Regions from separate parts of the Arabidopsis thaliana genome. Here region 2 is linked to region 1. The links are chromatin contacts, called in public capture Hi-C maps. All regions are on one chromosome and are shown on one strand. The core of a region is the stretch at or near the end of the contact, and the rest is flanking DNA. Distances in the headings are between cores, read along the strand shown.

Region 1 (5,390 bases), core at 740-3,239:
GCTGACAACCTGATCCAATCCGAGTCAAAAGTTCGAACTGAAACTAAACCGGAAAACCGAATGCCATACAGAATGCAAACCCTCCTAGTATACCAAATTTGAACCAATGCTAAGTGTTGCTGTTGCAAACCCATAACTGGCCTGTTCAAGTATGTAGTTATGTATATGTATTGTAGTACAGTATACCAAGAGTAACATCCATTATAAGTTTATAACTCTCCAACAGGTAAAGAAGCTATATAACAGTTACAACACTAGTAAACATAGACAGATGGGTCTATACTTGTATATATGTTACTATGGATGTGATGAGAGTTATGATGATTTAAGGGTTTAAGAGAGAGCTTCCTTCTTTGATGAGCACATAGACGCTTCCACCATCGCCTCTCGAGATCCGAAGGTCCTTGTCGAGATAAGTTGTGAGCAGCCACGACTGCGTGTTGTCACTAGGCAGAGAAAACTTCAATGGTGGTTGGTTTGAAATGGTTCTAGCCACTGAAGAAGCAGTGTCTTGGACTGATGTAAGTAAACCTTTAATGGGATTGAGATCGATTTTCTGACCAAGAACCTCCACGGATTCCGGTATTTCAATCGAATCCGTTAGCTGAGGAGTCCCTATAACACCTTGCTCGAACTTAATCTACAACAAACAAAACAAAAAAAACAATTAGGTTATGTAACATTAGCATTTGCCATTTGTGGTTTTAGGGGATGATTCTTGATTTACCTGGACACGTTTAGGACTTCGGATTTCAAACTTAGCGTTGGTGCTAAACGACGTTGTGGAAAACGGACCAGCGAACCGGACAGAGTTTTGAACGGTGAAGCTATCGGAATCAATGGTTTGTGAGATCTCATCCACTTTAACCAACGGTTCAATTCTTCGTGAGAGCAATGGGAACAACCCCACGAACGACGTGTAGCTTCACGAGATAAACACTTAAAAACTAAGTTCTTGATTCATAACAATAACGGCTAAAAATAAACGAAGGCTCATAACTACACACAGAATCATAATCCAAATTCATAATTAAATCTTCTTTGTAACCACAACTTGCTTTTCACTATCAAAATCAAATCATTCATAACGGAACTAAACAGTTTTCACCGGGAAATTAAACTTCCACCGGTAAGTTTAAAGTATCATTAACTTAATTGGTAAAGATCCTAGACGAAGCTTAGAGATCACCGGTTTGAGTAATGTTTGGGACAAAACTAATATTACATGCCGTGCCTAGGAGAGTATCAGAACTAAAAGTACTTACGCGAGGATCCATTTGCCGTTGAGGAGAAACAGAGCTTCGTTAGGAGCTGGAGTAGGGTTCTTAGACTCGAGCTGTGTGATGAGCTCGCTGATCTCAGCTCTCGTATCACTCGATACGCTTAAACCTCGATCTGTTCCGTACAACGAATCCGCTAGTGATCTCTTTAGCCTCTCCGTCTCCTCCACGGATTCGATTGCTTTATCTGCTACCGATACGGTTGAAGATGAGGCAAATACTCTCTCCACTCCATCTTGACCCCATTCGTCGTCGATGTCCGTCGCTCGGATTTTGAAATCTGGCCGATGAACAGAGACTCCAATCTCCGATCGCCGATTTATTGAGTTAATCGGTAGTAGGATCGGAGATTTCGATTGGTGTTTAGTGTTTGATGAGCTTGGATTTAGGGTTTTGCAGGGAAACTGGGTGAACAATGGTACCGTCGCCATTTTTGTGTTTGTTCTTCAGAGAAACCTCACGAATTAGGATTTTATAACCGTTGAGCTGGACTGTAAATGACGTATATACCCTTATCTGGTACACTTTCTTATGAACATATAAGTCAAGATCCAAGGGATAGAATAGGTATTTGGAATAGAACAAATGAGGTAAGCTAAGGTGGGATTTTGACACGTGGATGGTTAAAGATCATTGTTTTAAGAATCGACCTGGACTCGTGTGAAGTTGCCGACTTTATGAAAAATTCATAAAATTTGTGGAAGATTTTATTTTCTTCAATAGGGAAACAATTTGGTTTAATTTGGTTTTTGTCCCATTATTTGTGTGGGGGAGAATTTGTTTGGGTTTTCTACGAGAGTTAGGCCATGCAATGCAAATGGCATGATGGATCTAGAATCTTCGGACGTGTACTATACTTTTTGGCCGGTTTTGGTGATCTTCGATCTTCAGTTTTCTGAACGGTGAAGATTCTCTCCAATGCAAAATATCTAAACGGCGATTAATCAACAGTGTAATAAGTAGTTGGACTAAATGGGCCTGGATAGTATATTTAATGGGCCTTTATTAACAAAGAAGACCCATTAAAAATTTAAAATGAATACAATAGTTTTGTATCCAATAGACCAATAGGTCCAAAACGTTCTTAAAGGGAGAAAAATTAGCTGGTAAAATAATAGTACCGGTGTTTGTTCAAAAAAAATAATAATAATAATACTGGGCAGGTGTAGATATTCGGGTACTCATATCTGTTCGGTTCTTTTTTTTTTTGAGTATCGGATCTATTTAGGTATGAAGTTAAAAACCATTCATGTATTCTAAAATTTTGGTTCGGTTTTGGTTTGAGTTTGGATCGATTTAGTTATTTTAGTAAGAATTGAAAAATAATCAAAAATACTCAAAATATTTTTGGGTTCAGGTCGAGTTCGAGTTTTTTACTCATCTATACCTAAATCTAACCGAGATGCCTGATTAGTTTATCCAAAAATATATTAGTTATATTTTACCAAAATATAACCAAATGTAACCAAAATACTTAAATTACTTAGAAAACTATAGGGTGAGTTAAAAATATATACATGGATAAACAGAATATTAAGAATTTATACATAAAAATATGTTATTTACGTAAATAGGAAAGAGAAATAAAATATAAACCAAAAAATATCCTTCCGGTTTAGATTAATTACAAAAATGCCATTGATTCAAAATACTTTAATATTTAATTGGGAGATTTGCAAAACTGCCCTTATTCTAATAACCTTTTGTAAAAATGTCCTTTCCTGAAGGCCATTTTTAAAACTACCCTTTCTAATATGGCAAATGACTGTCTTACCCTTACTGAATGATTAGGTTTCACATTCGTTTCACAATACAATTCGTTTTGGCACAAACTTCTTCGTTTTGGCCAACGAATTTTCCTATCCGATTTCACTCAAAATCGCCGGCGAATTTCCTCTCCGATTTCACTCAAAATTGCCGACGAATTTCCTCTCCGATTTCACTCAAAATCGCCAACGAATTTCCTCTCCGATTTCACTCAAAATCGCCGACAAATTTTCTCTCCGAGAAACCCCAAAATCGCTGACGAATTTCCTCTCCGATAAATCTGTTCTTCGCTGACGGATTCAGATCATTTCTCTACGACGCAAACAATCCCCAGAGATATCGATAGATCCGACGGTAACCGTTTTTATAATCGATTTTATAGTCGATTTTATAGTAGATCTGACGATGTTTCATAACATGTTTTGCAGATGGATTCAGAGAGTGAAATCCTTACATTGCCTGAACAGATCTACAGAGAAGGTGAGGAATCTATTGCACTGGGAACCGTTCAACAATACTTGGATTGGAATTTAGTTAGTAAAGTAGAGGAAGCTTTAGGCGAGTGTTTATTTCAGAAGATTAGAAGTTCGTTTCTTGGTCTTCTAGTTGAATTGGGACCAAAAATGAAGGCTAAGAAGGGAATCAGATTTTCTGGGAAAATCTTTCACTATCTCATGCAGCAGAGAGTGAAAACAAAAGGATCAACTCTTTGGTTTAGAGTTGATTCTCAACCTATCTGTTTCTCCTTGAGAGAGTTCTATCTCACAACAGGTAATAAAGTTTTACAATCGTTTTTAAAGCTTAATTAACTGTCGTAGAATGATTTACAAGGCATTTGCATAACTGTTTGCGTAGTTTACAATCATTTTTAAAACATAAGTAAGTGTTATAGATAATTTACAAGGGATTTTAAAAGCTTTTAAAAGGGGTTTACTTCATTAACAATTATTTAAGAAGCATAAGTTAGTGGCAGATAATGATTTACAAGGGATTTTAAAAAGGGTATGCATGGTTTACAACCGTTTTTAGGCATAAGTAACTAACATAGAATAATTTACAAGGGATTTTAAAAGCTTAAAGAAGTGTTAAACACGTTTACATGGGATTTTAAAAGCATAAGTAAGTGTCTTAAAACGATTTACAAGGGATTTTAGAAGTGTTTGCATGGTTTACAATCGATTTTAAAACATAAGTAAGTGGGATAGAATAATTTACAAGGGATTTTAAAATCTTTTCTAAGGGTTAAACATGATTTACAATCGTTTTTTAAGCATAAGTAAGTTGAATAGAATGATTTACAAGGGATTTTAAAACCTTTTCTAAGGGGTTAAACATGATTTACAATCGTTTTTTAAGCATAAGTAAGTTGAATAGAATGATTTACAAGGGATTTTAAAAGCTTTTAGAAGGGTTAAACATGATTTACAATTGTTTTTAAAGCATAAGTAAGTGTCATAGAATGATTTACAAGGGATTTTAAAAGTGTCTGCATGGTTTACAATCGTTTTTAAAGCATAAGTAAGTGACATTGAATGATTTATAAGGGATTTTAAAAGCTTTTAAAAGTGTTAAACATGATTTACAATCGTTTTTAAAGTATTTAGTATAAAACCTGTAATAATAGTCTCTAAACTGTCTTTTGTTCTTACAGGAATTCAATGTGAACCTGTTCATAGGGAACTTCGACGAAAGGGGAAAGATCCTGTAAAAGAACCATACTTTTGGGCTAGTGAAGGATCCTATACTCTTGGTGATCTCGAAGATCGATTGTTTTTAAAACCTAAGGAAGGTGAACCTGCTGTTGAAGATGAAGAAAAGTTGTGTCTTGCTGCAGTAGTGTTGACTGAAGGAATTCTTTTGACACCATATGGAAAAGAGAAGATACGTTTGCCAAGATTGCAGCATGCTTCTGATTTTGAGATGTACACAGCCCAACCGTTGGGTAAAGAAGCATTCAGTGTTCTATCAAATTCAATTCTGAGAATGGACGAGAAAACTTGGGCAAAAGAGAAATATGATTTGAGAGGATTTGGACTCGCGCTAACAAGATGGGTGTTGAGCGCAGTTCCAGCATTTGGTGCAGCATATGGAGTTAGAGATAAGGAATTCCAATCTGAATATCCATTGATATTGAAGTGGAAAAGCACTACTACTCCAGAGTTTTTCAAGGTCGTAAACCTTGTAAATGATGTTTCTGAGGTAAGCTTTTGTCTATTTACAAAATTCTTAAAATGGTTTTGAGATTTGAAGTTTTGCTTTCTCAAGATTTGTAATGTTATTGTATCTTCGCAGATGGAGGTGAATACAATTATTGGAAACCCAGAAGAATTCAAGTCTTTAGTT
Region 2 (4,906 bases), core at 1,235-3,734, 93 kb before region 1:
TTATTTGGGTTTTGTAAAATTCTAATCAAACTCAACCGAGGTTAGTATGGTTTGGTTTGGGTTTGGATCAATCTATGTTCGGGTTTGGTTCCGTTTGGCTTCTTCGGTTTGGTTTTAATTCGGTTTTAAAAAACTAATCATTGTAACCGTACATTATTGTTTGAACTTTGAATTTGATAATAGTTAACTTAAGCAAAAGTTTTAATAATTCAAAAAAACCATGAAAAGAAATTAAAAGTGCAAACTATTTCATATTTAGTAATATACAATATTATTAATTAATTAATTAAATAAATATATTGGGTTGTCAATTCGGTTTGTTTAATACCAAACCGAACCGAACCATTTGGGTTGAGAAGAAACATAACCGAATGGTTTGAATCTAAACTTGGGTTTGGTTTGGATCGGTTTGGTTTAGTTAAAATGCACATCCCTATTATTACCGAAAGAAATTGATTACTCAATTTGACATTTGTAAAGACTAAGAGCGAATTTAATGGAGAAGATAAAACTTTTTAGATTTTTAATGTTACTTTTAATAGCTAAAAGTGGTTACATTGCTGCACCATAAGTGTAATGATTATGAACCTTTTATGATCCAAAACATGATTCAATATGGAAATCACCAAAAGAACCATCTTTTTGGAGCAGAAGGTTTTGGGGACTGATCATGGTGTTGGTTATGTTCATGTTCAACCTTGTTCCTGTTCTCCATTCCCTGCTTCAGTGACTCCAGTCTTTTTCTGTGACATCCACACACAATAAAAACAATTAGCTTTAAGCTAAGAAACAAACCAAAGTAATACAGACTGTAGCACAAAGGGTTTATAGGCTTCACTTTCGATAATGCTAAAAATCAGATTTATGTACGCAGCATTTGGGAAGGACTATGATGGGTTCATCTACTATCATGCAGCATATTAATTCCATGATATTATATTATGAGCATTGGTTGTTTTATAAGGTTAGGTTTTGTTACAGTACTTGGTATCCGTCATCCGACCGTGTAAACTCCATCTCCGGCGAAATCCTTCTATTCCTTCAGCTCCACTTGCTAGAATCAAGTGCCTGATTATAAAACAAATGAACTGTTTTAGTGAACATTTGGATTTAAGAACATAGTTTCGATTTGTGAACATCTGTAGATATACATGATTACATGGTAGCACAAACTCTTCATGTAAAGAAAATCCAAAACAAAATATAACTGCATTGTTAAGAAAGAGTACCTCTCAAAAGATGTGGCTTCAGCTTCAAGCTGCGTAATCCTTTCCTTAGCGAGTTCAATGGGCATAGACAATCCTAACTTGTGTTCGCTCTCTTGAAGTCTAACTCTCAATATTTTGTCCTACAAAAAGGATAGAAGAACAAGAAAAGTCAAGGAAATGGATGTGGATATGATATGAGAATGAAAAGCTTTATATAACTATAATCCGAGCCGATGGCTAAACAACAATTACCCTCTTTTCAGCACATTGTCGATACAATGCAAGCTCATCTTGGCAAAATGGTTCAATATCATTGATTTGCAAACCTAAAACAAGAAAAAAAAAAAAAACAATTCTACTCACTGACAGAAGTAAGGGTAGAATTATAAACCAAACCGAGGATACATAGACATACACAGGAATAGATTCCTCAAAATCCCATCGCACAAATCAACACCTTCAAGCACATGTGAAGCAATTTCAGGAGGGATAACAGGAGATGGAGGACCCGTCATTAGGTCATCACCGACCAGTATAGTCTCCTCCATCATTGGTTGTGAATCAACTGAATATTTTGAAATCACCAATGTTACAGTTCTCAAAAAATGGTCTTAGGATTCAAAAACCATGCAACCTCAATTTAAATTTTCCAAGCAATTTCTACGCATTGATGGTAATGCAGATTGGGATTTTAACAAGTTATACTAAGAAGTTTTACATCATACAAAACAATAGCAAAGAACAAAGCTTTATAGCATTTTCCTAAGTTTCTACATCTAATTCACCAATTCCCAAAGATAAGTGAAGAAAGGGCCTTCCTTGAAGCAAAAACAAAATCACAATTGCACAAGAATCATTCACTCACCATCCATGACTGCTCCGTATCAAATCACTTCAAGAACTGAAGAACAAACCAAACTTGTAAACCCTGAACATTCATTTATAAAAAAAGATACATCAAACAGAGAGAAATTGTAAAAACATTCTCAGTTAGGCATTTCATCGAACAGTTTCTAGGCATAACAAGTACATACCCGTTCGAGAAATCTGAATTCCGCAAAGTACGAGGAGATTCAACGCGTGAACAAGCAGAAAGCAACTAGCGAATACGGATTAGAAAAATTTGATAACAACAGGAAATGATCCGACGCAGCCGATTAAAAACACAGTCCCTCTTCTCAGTGTTACTACTAGATCATGGATCACGGTATTAGCTTTGAAATTACACGAAATCTCGACCGCAGGATAGACGACAATATCTAAAAGCATCTGACGGTAGTAACACGAGTATTGTCTCTAGTAGGTCCCACCATGTTCCAGTTGGGTTTCTTACATATAGTGTTGTTTAAAAGAGGTATATTTTGTTTCTTCGCTTTCAAGTCTAAATCTTCAAACACGACGTCGTTTAGGGCTGGCCATAATATTCGAATCCGAGCTCCCGATCGGAATTTGAATCTGAAATTTTAAAATATCCGAACAGGTTTATACTTCAAAACCCTAAAATCTGAAACCGAATCAGATCCAAACCGATATCCGAACGGGTATCCAAACATATCTATAGTTTAAATGCATAGTAATAATATCTATAAATATTTATATTTGTAATAATCTAAGTGTCAAAATATGTGAATTTTTGAATATTTAAAATATTTTTAGGTTTTTAATATACTTTTTAAGTAAATTTGGGTAAAAAATGTTCAACGTTTTTAGATATTTTGTTTATTTTCAAGTAGTTTGGATCGATTTGGTTATAAAAATTTAATTTTTGAGAACTTCAAGTAATCCGAATCCGAACCCGAAATATCTGATCCGAATCCGATCTGAACCCGAAATCAAGAATTACCCGAATGGGTTCTACCTCTAAATCCGAAAACCCCAAAATCCGAAATACCCGATCCAAACCCGAATGGGTACCCAAACGCCTAGTACTTTCATATATTATGAACTGTAATTTTTACAACATCTTCAGGCTTTGATATTGACAAGTCAAATTCACAGAACAGAAGAAACTTCCTACTGTCTGTGTAAGTAAGTTAATCCTCCGTAAGTATTGTTTGCTAGATGAATATTGTCACTCAAAATCAAGCAGAGGTTTCTTGGAGCGAGCAGCAAATTTCTGTTCCTTCTGCTCCGTGACACTACGAAGAGATTTGCGCCGAGCTTCAGCGCTTTCCAAGTACTCTTGTATTGGAGGAAGAGTGATCTTTTGTTCTTCTCCACCGGCTTTTGCTCGACGAATCAACTGTCCAACAATATAAAGGTTAATGATCTGCAGTTGGTGTAACATTTAGCCATGTGTAGAAGACGAAATTCCGTTTTAACCTTTGAAGCCCATGTTCGTTCTGCTCCTTGACATACATCTCGAATATCTCTGCCTGACATTCTGCGTAACCATCAAAAGTCAATATGGATTCATCACAAATTAATCAGGAATAGAAAGATCGGGTGGCCTTGAAGTTGATCAAATAAAAAGTTTCGAACTTTAGTTTGATATGGTAAAGGAAAGTTGGAAACTTTACGCTTCTGTGGCTTGAGCAAGCTGGACTAGTTCAGGCTTTGAGAGTTGTTTTGCGTATTGAGCGATGATTTCTTGACGAGTTTGTAAATCCGGTAAGTCAAACATGATCATGGAATCGAACCGGCTAAAGATACACAGATGAAAAACATAGGACACTGATCAGGATACTGCAGCCACGAATTGAACTGGGTTTGAAATGTTTAATTGCTTACCTGATCAAAGCGGGATCAAGATCTTGTTTTCTATTGGTTGCAGCAATCACAACCACTTTTTTTTCTTGTTCAAATCCATCAATCTGCAAAAACATAGAAGCAGATTCATCAGACTGGTAATAACTAGTCTCTCATCTCGTGGATATGTGATATTGGCAATTTTGAATGTGTTACCTGCCTTAGTAGTACCGACAAAACTCTACGCGTTGCTTCATGCATCTCACTATCACGAGAGATAGCAAATGCATCAATCTGGATTGTGAGTTAGACAAGTAGAAATTTTGAACATAGTCAAATTTTGAAAGGAAAAGTCAGACAACAATATAAAAGGAGTAATATTTTCTTCACCTCATCAAGAAATATAATCGCACCATCAGGGAGCTCATTTGCTTGAGAAAACACAGCCCCAAGAAGACGCTCGCTTTCACCATAGTACTTAGACATTACAGCTTCAAGCGGCACATACAACAATGGTATGCCCTGACAAATATCGCAAAACGTTAGAGCTCCAGATTCCAAAAAAATTGAAAGGTCAAAAAGGGTTTGCAAGTTATCGACTACTCACCGCCTGATTAGCAATAACACGCGCACAAGATGTCTTCCCAGTTCCTATGGTTAGAGTTTATGGACATCAGATTCAAATTTGTTTCTACAGAGAACGACGAAATTGTAAATGCACTCTTCTTGTGCTAACCTGGTGGACCCTCAAATAGAACAGCCCGAGGTCTGTTGGATTCAAATTTGGACCGTGTACCACGTACAATATCATCATACACTTCAGGACTATGAAGAGCCATCAATATTGTATCTTCTATCTCTCTGCATCATGATAGAAACTAATATATTATATGCCATATTAATGGAATACAAGGCAAAGATGTAACAAAAGCTTACCGCTTTTGCTGATCATATCCAGCAATATTGTCCCATGATATCTCATCCATAGAATCATCCCCAAGAGGTTTATT

The links. Capture Hi-C pulls out chosen DNA fragments and counts their contacts.
Region 2: a contact with region 1 is called in a capture Hi-C map of seedling, with 2.0 times the contacts expected there. The contact joins the promoter of AT4G04190 here to the promoter of FIB in region 1. A contact is called at or near these places in 3 of 26 Hi-C or Micro-C datasets (callus, seedling and shoot), 1 of 2 datasets of contacts at active chromatin or transcription factors (seedling) and 1 of 3 other capture datasets (seedling).

The regions. Positions count from the first base shown.
Region 1 is chr4:1,928,482-1,933,871 of TAIR10.1, reverse strand. It overlaps FIB (fibrillin), which reads right to left and starts at 1,989. Exons shown (of 3, transcript NM_116640.5): 1 at 1,266-1,989; 2 at 728-923; 3 at 1-640. The coding sequence starts at 1,711. The coding sequence ends at 326. It also overlaps the pseudogene AT4G04010.
Region 2 is chr4:2,022,047-2,026,952 of TAIR10.1, reverse strand. It overlaps AT4G04190, which reads right to left and starts at 2,484. Exons shown (of 7, transcript NM_116657.4): 1 at 2,243-2,484; 2 at 2,074-2,136; 3 at 1,624-1,773; 4 at 1,461-1,534; 5 at 1,230-1,348; 6 at 985-1,068; 7 at 436-743. The coding sequence starts at 2,080. The coding sequence ends at 623. It overlaps AT4G04180 (P-loop containing nucleoside triphosphate hydrolases superfamily protein), which reads right to left. Exons shown (of 14, transcript NM_001340474.1): 6 at 4,833-4,906; 7 at 4,633-4,757; 8 at 4,504-4,547; 9 at 4,287-4,418; 10 at 4,113-4,190; 11 at 3,939-4,021; 12 at 3,728-3,850; 13 at 3,531-3,591; 14 at 2,961-3,450. The coding sequence ends at 3,280.